2 separate regions of the Mus musculus genome follow, and region 2 is linked to region 1. A link is a contact called in public HiChIP or PLAC-seq data. All regions are on one chromosome and are shown on one strand. Each heading gives the region's core, a stretch centred on a gene start, on an enhancer-like site or on the middle of the called end of the contact. The rest is flanking DNA. Distances are from core to core; before and after follow the strand shown.

The links. HiChIP or PLAC-seq counts read pairs in DNA pulled down with a chosen protein or histone mark.
Region 2: a contact with region 1 is called in an H3K4me3 HiChIP or PLAC-seq map of bone marrow-derived macrophages, with 5 times the contacts expected there. The contact joins the promoter of Kansl1 here to the enhancer-like site in region 1. A contact is called at or near these places in 2 of 39 promoter capture datasets (hippocampal neurons and macrophages), 3 of 15 datasets of contacts at CTCF or cohesin (CD8 T cells, large pre-B cells and pro-B cells), 70 of 484 Hi-C or Micro-C datasets (3T3-L1-derived adipocytes, the AML12 cell line, B cells and 50 more), 39 of 115 datasets of contacts at active chromatin or transcription factors (the 230-238 cell line, CD8 T cells, the HPC-7 cell line and 29 more) and 4 of 9 other capture datasets (adipose tissue, liver, macrophages and 1 more).

Annotation. Positions count from the first base shown.
Region 1 is chr11:104,365,750-104,371,334 of GRCm38.p6, forward strand. It overlaps Kansl1 (KAT8 regulatory NSL complex subunit 1), which reads right to left. Exons shown (of 15, transcript NM_001372459.1): 4 at 2,931-3,029. Among named protein-coding and RNA genes, the nearest start is that of Kansl1, 74 kb to the right of the region's middle. Within about 2 kb of position 1,327, at least 57 of the 459 cell types and tissues checked have an H3K27ac peak or open chromatin away from gene starts, as enhancers often do. A contact at or near this core is called in B cells, the HPC-7 cell line, Th17 cells and 8 more, where this site is marked.
Region 2 is chr11:104,440,587-104,445,908 of GRCm38.p6, forward strand. It overlaps Kansl1 (KAT8 regulatory NSL complex subunit 1), which reads right to left and starts at 1,734. Exons shown (of 15, transcript NM_001372459.1): 1 at 1,139-1,734.

The DNA.
Region 1 (5,585 bases), core at 77-2,576:
CAGAAAGCAGTTTAGACTATACAATAGCATTAACATTCTATTCTGTACATGAACATTGTATTCTAGGTTAGTAAATTTGTTTCTCATATGATCTGGTAATCATAAAACTCTCTTTTCATAGGTATTCCATTGAATACATAATTACAGCTAAATGTGGTGGCACACATCTTTCTAGCTACAGCACTCAGAAGGTAGAGTTAGGAGGACTCCTTTGAGCTGGAGGTCAGCTTTGGAAAGCAATACCAAGTATCAAACAAAAACAGACAGGTAACTATCAACAACAAAGTGAAAACTATTATGATCATCTGTTAATCTTACTGTTTTTCATCTTTAGACTATTTTATGTGTATGAGTATTTTGCCTGCATGTGTTTATGTGTGACTCATGATGTGGGTGCTGAGAACTGAATGAAAGTCTTCTGCAAGCCCAACACGTGCTCTTAACAACTGAGCTATCTCTCTCTAGGTCCTAGTCTCAAACTCTTCATTTTTCCAAAGCCTTTTCTAGTATTGCTTGGTTGTTCCAACTCATAATTTTTAAAACATACAAATGAGCAAACAATAAAATAAAAATAGATGTAGTAAAGATGTATGAACAACAGCAGTTGGGTTTCCTGGCTACATCTATTGGGAAATCCTTTTTTTTTTTTTCCGGGGGTGGGTGGGTGGGGGTGGGGCTTCGAGACAGGGTTTCTCTGTGTAGCCCTGGCTGTCCTCGAACTCAGAAATCCGCCTGCCTTTGCCTCCTGAGTGCCTATTGGAAAATCTTATAACCATAATCCAGTCAGCAATGACTATAACCAGTGCACGTGGCCCCAGATCTTGGTCTCTCGACACTGTTTTCCAAAGGCCAGCCCATCTACACAGTTAGTTCTAAAATAGCCAGTGCAGTGTAGAGAGAGACTTCATATCAAAACAAAACAAAACTCTACCAAAGAAATAGGCAAACCAACTACCACTACCTCAAAATAAAACAAAACAAAAACTAAGATAAATAAGTAAACAAGTAAAAATGCCACAGGAGCCAATCTGAGGGAGTTCCCAATGCCATAACGAGGTAATTCAATCAACTGAATCTAAACCTATATAAAATAAGATTAATGGTAATCCTGGAATGAGTAACCAAATCAAGAGCTGTGCACATAGTAGGTTCAGTGTGTAAAACACTTGTCAGGCAAGAATGAAGACTTTAGTTTAGATCCCCAGTGCTTACATAAATCATGGGCTAGAGTGGCAGTCCTATAATCCCAGAGCTAGGGGAGCAGAGGCAAGGGAGCCCCAGAGCAAGCTCTCTGGCTAGATTGACTATCTAGTCAGACTGATGCTGAACTCCTGATCTGCTGCTGCAACTTAGCATGTGATGTTATTACAGGCATGTGCTATGACACACTCAGCTTTATGTCTTTCTCTCTCTGGTTTTTTGAAAGAGCTTCTTTGAATAGCTCTAGCTCAGCATCAGAGTTCTGCCTGCTTCTCCCTTGAGTGCTGGAAGCATAGCCAAAAAAAAAAAAAAAAAAAAAAAAAGCCAGTATTTTTTAAAGGAAAAATTGAGAAAAATGAGTACTCCAGAATGAAATTGTGCAAAGAAAGGAAAAAAGATAAAGAAAAGATCTGAGCTAGAAGTATAAATCGAAGATTATTAAGATACTTTTATTCTCATTATGAAATAAAAATCATTCATAAAAGCATTTATGGTATTTCTATGGTAAAAATCTCTGATCCAAAAATTTTCCCTTTGGTTTTTTTATTTGTTGAGAATTTTTTGTACAATATGTTTTGATACTTACACACACACTCACTCATTTCATCTCCTCCCTACCCGCCTCATCTAACTTTGTGTCCCTATTTAAAAAAAAAAAAAAAAAAAGGCCTGGTCATGCCTTCTGATGCATGCCTTTAATCCAAGCACCCTGGGAGGCACAAGTAGGGAGGATCTCTCTGTGTTAAAGGCCATCATGGATTACATAGCGAGTTCTAGGATAGCCAGGACTATATAAGATAGATCATGTCTCAAAACCCTTCCCCCCCAAAGTCTAATTGTGCTGCCTATATATTCTTGTACATGTGGCCTTCCACTGGAAAAAACAAACCCCTCTCGGCTATTAGTCGGCAGAAGCTCCTGGGGTATTAGGGGTAGGATTTTGTGCACAACTTCCCCTTCTTCTTTTTTTTTTTTTTGGTTTGGATTTTTTTTTCGAGACAGGGTTTCTCTGTACAACTTCCCCTTCTATGATGGTATTTTTGTCTGGGTAGAGTTTGTACACATCTTGTGTATGCTGTCATAACCATTTTAAGTTTACAAGTGCAGCTGCCCTGCTGTGATTGGAAGACTGGTTTCCTAGTTGCTACCCACCATCTCTGGCTCTTATAACCTTTATACCTTTCTTCCCTAAGAGTCTGTTTTTCTGAGCCTTTGGGGTGGGGTGCAACACAGATGATGTCCCACTGAGGACTAAGTACTCCTAATTCAACTTTTAATGTTTTGATTTTGTTTTTATATATTTGAGACAGGGCTCCATATTTTCTAACCTTGATTCAAGCTTACTAGGTAGCAAACCATGACCAATATTCGGATACTCCTCCTAAGCTCTAGGATTACAGGTGAGCACTACACCACACCTGGCTTATGCAGTGCTAAGAATTGAACCAGAGCTTTGCACATAACAGACAAGCCCTCTGTCTCACAACTTTATTCTCTCTCTCTTTGTCTTATGTAAAATGTGGCTGTCCCTTTGCTTCAACTTGTTTAAGAGCCTGTCCCCCCACCCATTATATTGGTCCAGAAAAGTTATCCTACTAAAACTGTATGAGTGTGTTACACCTATGTGCCCTGATTCAACCACTACTCTGTAACTTTTTATGTGGCTGCAGTTTCTTGACCTATTAAGAGCTATCTTTTTTCTTTCCCCCTTTTCTATCTTTTATACTTACCAATTTATCTCTCCCATGATCTGTCTTCACCTCAGAACTAAGTGAAAGTAAGTCTGTTGTATGATCTGGGAAAGGTGCCTCCCCAAGGACTATCAACCCCTGTAGGACAAAGAGTAGAAAAACAGTGTGAGTGGTATAAACTACCAAGTTTAAGAATTAATCTCAAATTGGTTGGGGCTCAGAGTTTTGCTAACCAGAGGCCTTTCCCTTATTCTATGGCTTAAAAAAAGCCTGAAAAGCAGCAACACTACAGCACTTGTACTCATCTGGGCAAGGCCCTGGATTCTTTTTCACTTATTTGTTTTGTTTTTCAAGACAGGGTTTCTCTGTGTAGCCCTGGCTGTCTTCAAACTCAGATATCCACCTGCTTCTCCCTACCACCTCCTTGAGGGTTTAAAGGTGACCACCATCACCCAGTCAAGGTCCTGGATTCTAACCCTGTCAAAAGGCTTCAACAAAAAGCTGAGGAGTGTAGCACAATTTCAGTAAGATGTTAGGATTCAAAACTGAGCCAGAGGGATGGCTCAGGAAGTAGAGTAGCTTGCTGCTATGCCCATAATATACACAGTGAAGGGGGAAAGCTGAATCCATGCGTTGTCTATTTGCCTACAAGTTTTCTCTGCAGCATGGGTGTAAACACTCATTATTAAATGTAAATTTGAAAGACAGATTTGGACACTCTATCCACTTTTTTTCACTTTAGGATATTTTATTGTAACTGATACAGTATAAACTCCACTTTATTAGATTAATACCATTAATGGGAGGGTTTCAGTTATATGTGTATAAACAATTACCAAACTGGGATGGAGAGATGTCTCAGCTATTAAGAGCACTGGTAACTTTTGCAGATGTCCTGAGTTCAATTCCTGCTTTTGGTGTATCTGAAGAGAGTAACAGTATACTCACATACATGAATGAATGAATGAATCCTAAGGGAAAAAAAGTCCCCATGTATTCTCCCTGCAATAGAGGTATCTGAATATACTAGAATGGGACTAGGGACACACTAGATAAAAAGTAAAGACTCCTAAGAGAAAAAGAAAGGTCAGTAATTCACATGGGAGAAACATTTACCTCTGGAGAAATGGGATTCCACACTACGTTGATACTAACAATTTTTATTAGTTCAAAAATCTCATGCTCAGTACATTAAGGATATAGTTCAGTGGTGTAGTTAGTCTGTGCTTAGTGTGAGGGTCTCTAAATTCAATCTCTAGTACATGAAAAAGTCCATTATGAAGCCACAAAAACAGGTATTTGAAAACATTATCATAAGTGTATGTATAAACAATAGTTTTTAAATTTAATAAAAAGTAGCATACTTTAAAGTTTCTCCATTAAAAAAAAAAAAAAAAAAACCTCAATCTGAATTTGGTGCCTCATACTCAACATCACAGCATTGAGGAAGATGAGGATAGAGGAAGGCCACAGATTCAAGGTCACTTTTCTGGCCCGTAATACAACTGTCTCAAAAACCAAAATCTTGACAATGTTTTCCTCCTTAATTCAGTAAGCATAAAATTGACCTCCTAAACCTTACCATTTAAAAGTAAAACCTGCTGGAGAGATGGCTCAGAGGTTAAGAGCACTGACTGCTCATCTAGAGGTCCTGAGTTCAATTCCCAGCAACCACATGGTGGCTCACAACCATCTGTAATGGGATTTGACACCCTCTTCTGGTGTGTCTGAAGACAACACAGTGTAGTCATTTACATAAAAGTAAAGCCTTTTTGTAAAGAGCAGAGTTTTTGTGCATTGTTTCTGAAAATATTCCATCTAAACTGGACATGATGTTAATGTCGGAACTTGGATGGAGTGACAAAATCATTAGGAGTTCCAGTTCAAGGACAATTTGGGATATATGAGACCCAACTCAGAAAACAAACAAATGAAATTCTCATGAGACTGAAGTATTTGGAGTAGAGATCAATGGTCAAATCAAGACAAGGCTTTGAAATACAGACTATGCTGGTTCTAAAATCATATCAGCCTTCAGAGGGTTGGGATTAAAGGTATGCACCATCACAGCCATCTAGGTGAAGTTCTGCTTTTAAAGACTGTCTCTGATCACAGACCCACTCCACTGTATCACCCTTGTATGTCTCCGATCATAGACCCACTCCACTGTATCACCCTTGTATGTCTCTGATCACAGACCCACTCCACTATCACCCTTGTATGTCTCTGATCACAGACCCACTCCACTGTATCACCCTTGTATGTCTCTGATCACAGACCCACTCCACTATCACCCTTGTATGTCTCTGATCACAGACCCACTCCACTGTCACCCTTGAGCTCAAGCTTCCCTACTCAATTAAGACAAACCAGAATCCACTACAAACTAAACTCTCAAGAACCAAGATAGATGAGACAAAATTGTCCATGACACCTAATAACACAAATAAGATGGGAAGCGCAATTGGCTTACAGTTTAAAAATAAAATTATACCTTCCTTCCATCTTTTTATTAAAATCAGTGTGTGTATGTATTTGTGCATAGCACAGGATGGCCTCAAATTTGAGGCAATTTTTTGTTTGTTTGTTTTTTGAGAGGGTTTCTCTGTGTAGCCCTGGCTGTTCTGGAACTCACTCTGTAGACCATGCTGGCCTTGAACTCAGAAATCCACCTGCCTCTGCCTCCCAAGTGCT
Region 2 (5,322 bases), core at 484-2,983, 75 kb after region 1:
GCAGAGGGACACTTACTTGGCTACAGCTTAAAATATTAACATACACCCCCCCAAACAAACAAACAAAACCCCACAATGATTGCTAGCCACGTGACGAAGGATATGGCAACACCAGGATTGTGAATGGAGGGGAGGAAAGCTAGGTTGGAGGACTAGCGAGATTTCTCTTAACTTTGGGGACTGCAGGATTCGGGTTTCTCAATCTTTAAGGTACCAAATTCTAACCCCTAAGAGTTGTACAGCTAACACCCTCAAGTGCGGTTTTATTAATAGGTCACGGAAAATGCTCCAGTGACCTCCAGGATAAAGGAGGAAAAAACAGGCGGAGGAAAGAGCAATTTAAAGTGGCGCCATCATGTCACCCCTTTTCCCCTAAGGCAATCAATAAGCAATAGTTAAGTAACGAGTTTCTCTAAAAATCCACATTGGGATTCCAACATTGGAAAACAAAAGGATTTCTAGGTAAAACATGGGAGTAAGATTGTTTACAATACGGAAAACAATTATAAACTATTTGCTGAGAATCAAAGGCCGTCAGTCCGAAAACAGGCCCCCCCAAAAGCAGTAAGATTCCAACTCACTTAAAAGCAAATAAATGCCTCTTCCTCTTTAGTTGAAAAAAAGGGCTGCCTGAGACTAGATCCGAAAACGCAAATGACCTCAATATTTAAGCAACAAAAAATGTTAACAATCAGAGTTGTGATACAAACCGTGAGACAGACATGCAAGATGTGTTTGAGCAAAGAAAGACCTTTTGCAGTCAAGAGAAGTTCAAGGCGAGAGCAAGAGTTTGTTTTTGGTCTTTTTGTTTTTGCTTTTTTTTTTTTTTTTTTTCGGAAATAAACCAGGTTCTCCAGGCCGCCTTTTTAAATAGAACGCCAAAGGAAAGCCCAGCGAACGAGGCGGCAGCTGGTGGGGAAGGGCCCCCGCACACCCCCGCCCTTGGGGCGACTCCCAGCCCGGACCCGCAGCGGGGAAGCCCGGAGAGGCCATTTAAAGTTCCGGGGATTTTTCTTCCCCTGCCCAGCCTTTCTAGTTACAACTAACAAAGAGAGGGAGAAATGGGAACCACAGGGAGAGCGAGGAGAAGGAGAAAGGGCAGCGGGAGGAGGAGGAAAGGAGCAGCAGCAGCACCTACCACGTGATGGAGGAGCGTAGCCCGGGCGGATTCGGCCCCACAAAATGGGCGCAGTTTGCAAACAGCCCCCCGGCCTGGGCGCCGAGGACCAGCGGGCGGGGGCGCGCGGCTGCTGCTCCGGCCCGGCCCGCCGCTCTCCTCCCCCCCGGCGCCCGGAGCCGCCCTGACTTTCCGGGCGGGGGGGCGAGGCGGAGGGGGAGGGGAAGGCGGCGGCGGCGGGGAGCGGCTGCTTTTTCTTCTCTTTCGGGCCCTTTCTCCGGCCTTCCTCCGTTCCGACCCGGCCTGGGCACGGCGGGGACCGCAGCCCCGGGCGGGCGGGGGCAGAGGGTAAAGCTGCCCCCCCCGCCCCGCACAAACAAGCGCCGCCGTCTGCAGCCCGCGCCCGCACCCCGGCCGCCACCCCGGGAGCTTCTTCCCGGCCGGGGAGCGCACTTCGGCCGCCCCCCAAGCCGCCGCGGCGAGACGAGTCGGCTTCGCTACGGCGCTTGGTTCTCCCGCCGGCTCAGCGAGCGGTGGCGGTGGCGGCGGCGGCACTGGGAAAATGGCGGCCGAGCTCCTTTTCCCTCCCCCCCTTTAATCTGAAGCGGAGGGAGAATGGAGCGAGCAAGCGAGCGGGCGAGTGCCGGGGACACGGGGAGGAGGGACAGCAGCGCCTCCGCCGGCTGCGGCTGCGGCGGGCCGCTCCGCCCCGGCGCGCCGCCAGGGGGCGCCCGCCTCGCCGCCCCCGCGGGCTGCCAGGAGGCGCGGCCGCCGCCGCCTCAGTCATGGCTCCTAGCCGCGGCCGCTGCTTCTGCGCCTCTGTTTGCGGAAACCGGTGCCTGGTGCCTGATACGTGCGGCAGCGACACGCGGCACTGCGGCAAGCGACGCGGGGCCCTCGCTTCGATCGAGGTGAGGCTAACCTGAGGCGCTGATGCCGTCACATTCCCTCGGCTCTGTGGCTGGCGGTGCTGCGCGCCGGTTTGAGGGGAGGGCGGACTGACACAGCAGAGCTAGAGGACGTGAGCGAAGAACTGTGTGTGCAGTGAATGAAGAAGCTGCTGCGGCCACACTACCCCAGGGCCAACCGTGCTCTGAGACGGGCAGGAAGCTCCCTGACCAGTGACGCGGTCCCTGCCACCCGCCCTTTGTCCTACACCCTGCTCTGTACACTGCAGCACACGGCTGGCTGCTAGCCCTAGCGCCACGCTCTGCAGCCGCCAAACCAAAAAATAAGCGGACGCCATTGCGCAGGCGCGAGCTAGGACCGACTCGGGGCTAGCCCGGGCAGGGGCAGCTGGGAGCTAGAGGGGAAATGATGGCCCACCAGCGCCGGGCCCGCTGGGAACTGTAGTTTTCGTTAAGCCCGCGTGTTGTTTTAGGCTTCTTGATTTGTCAGATCCGCCAAAATAGGCAAAAACGCATTCATTACACAGTAATTTTTTTGTTTCCTGCTACTACCAAATTAAAGTTCACAGACCCGCTAAAAGTTTAACAATGAACAACAAAAGCAAACCTGTCATGTTCTTACCAGCGTTGACTTAAAAGTAGTGGCACCTAATTACTCTTGACTCTAGTTTGTCAGCACGATATCGGTTCCTTCCTCCCAAATAAGGTTTAATATCAGAGAACATTTTCTGGACTTAGAAAACTTAATATAACGCAAAGTGACACATTACACAGTACAAATCCACCACCCTTTAAAGCTAACCATGTCCAAAGATTATTAGGACTCACCAAAATCAAATAGCATAAAACTTGTTCCAACAACTAAATCACCAAGCTCAGCAGATGAGAAGAGTAGAGTCTACCAAAAGGAAGATGTAAAATGCTCAATACTTTGTGTGGTTTACCAAACCAGTATCCGGTGTTATGTGTCACTTCAGCTCCTCAAAAAAAAAAAACTATTGTTATAGACCAGTTTTCATTAGCCCACAAAGTCTCTAACTCAACAAGTTTCTGCAGTATCTGCATCTATATTTCTCTTGAATTTCCATCTGCATTTTTAAAATTACACTCTCAAACATGATCTTGGTTTTCAAATATCAAAGGCAGGAGACAACATAGAGTCAATACACAGGGATAAACTGATAGATGTATACATATTTACATATGCATCCAAAAAAGATCAATAGTTTGGGCTTTTTAACTTATAATACAGGTAAGATTGTGTGTTTGCATGTGTGTGTATGTATGTGTGTGTGTGTGCGCGAGAGAGAGAGCATATATATTCACATAAACAGTAATGCCACAGAGGATGTTTATACATAATTACAGGACCAACAGATGGTGACCTAGAGCCCTAATCTGAAGATAACAAAATCTAAATTAGCTGAATGAAAATAAGGCAAAGCTTTCTACAATATTCTTAAATTTAATTTCTTAAATATTAGTGAAAGAAACTCTTTATAACAATGTTATTAACTATCCAAACTCTTAAAATCTTGACTATCTACACAGTCATGGTGCTGCATGCCATTTATAATTTCAGCACTAGGAAAAGAGATGCAGGAGAACTCTGTGAGTTCAAGGCCAGCCTGTTCTACATACTGAGTTCTGTGACAGCTGGGTATAGACACTCAGGCAGATTTCTGAGTTCGAGGCCAGCCTGGTCTACAGAGTGAGTTCCAGGACAGCCAGAGCTACACAGAGAAACCCTGTCTCAAAAAACAAAAACAAAACAAACAAACAAACAAAAAAACCACAACAGAAACTTCACTACCTAACTCAAGCATATTGACACATGCATTCAATTCCAGCATTTCAGTGGGGGTGGGGAAAGCATGAAAATCCAGAGTTCCTGAATCTCAGTATAACCAGTCCAATAATAAAAAAATAAAAATACAAAAACACAAAACAACAACAAAACTAAGTACCAAGTTTATGAACAACTGCATTCAAAGTGAGCAACTACTGACAAAAATCTATACATAAGACAGAGTTTCTCATGTACCCCTAGCTGTCCTCTCCCTGTAGACTAGGCTGGCCTTGAACTGTGAGATCCGCCTGCCTCTGCCTCCGATTAAAGGTGTGTGCCACCACGCCCACAGAGGAGGTTTTGAAAAAGAAATGTATTTCTTTAAAGACTTCCGGTCTTAAAAAAAAAAAAAAAAAAAAAGACTTCGGTCTAAGTCAGACATGAAGAAACCCTGTCTCGAAAACCAAAAAAAAAAAAACCTAAGAACCTCCTCTAGAGACAGGCTTGGTGACAACTTCTCAAATTCTATCAATCCCAAGGTGGATCCGGAGAGATCAGGCATTCAAGGTCATCCTTAGCTATACATCAACACATAGACTTTCTAGACCAGCTACAGTCATATAAAATCCAAATGCTTGCTGGTACACAAAGTAAAGAGGGAAGACAAGACATGGAGCCCAGAATTGGGGGAATGCTAAAACACAGAAAAAAACAAAATTCCCCCAGAGAAACAATGCATGATAAGGCTGATTAAAACATGCACACAAAGCTGAGCTTGATGGTTCAGGATGTTGATCACACCCAGCACTTGGCAGGCAGAGGGGCCAGATTTCTGAGTTTGAAGCCAGCCTGGTCTACAGAGCTTCCAGGATAGCTAGGACTTTACAGAGAATCCTGCCTCAAAAAACACACAAGCAAACACAAACAAGGTAGCACATATCTATGATCACAGCATTTGGGTTGCAAAAGCAGGAGGATTACCGACAAATTACCAGGCTACCCTGGTCTACATAGTGAGTTCCAAACCATCAAGTACCACACAGTGAGATCTTGCTTCAAACAAACAAACAAAATCCACATTTATAACCTATTAGAACAGTCATAATTGATGTGCTCAATATCCATTCTATCCTGGGCAAATATTTTTACTTGGGACTAGTTAGGACTGAGCATGAGGTAAGAGTGGAAGCTACCTAGGAAGACTCTGAAAGAACCAAGAAGAAACCATTCATCTTAATATGAGATGGGAAAAAAAAAATAAGCACCGCCCCCACTGCCACTAAATAGTTTAAACTATTAAAATATTTTATTTCTTTAGGAGGCTATCAGCATCAAAGCAGACAGAATGGATAGCTGCCAAGAGTCTTCGTTCTGATGACAGTTACATCATAACAATTCTGACATCTGCATGACTTCTGCAATTCCAGCTATAAACAAAACAACAAAACATTTGATTATTTAAAACAGGTGAAGTTAGGTTTCTCACACCTTAAGATAGTAACAAAGAT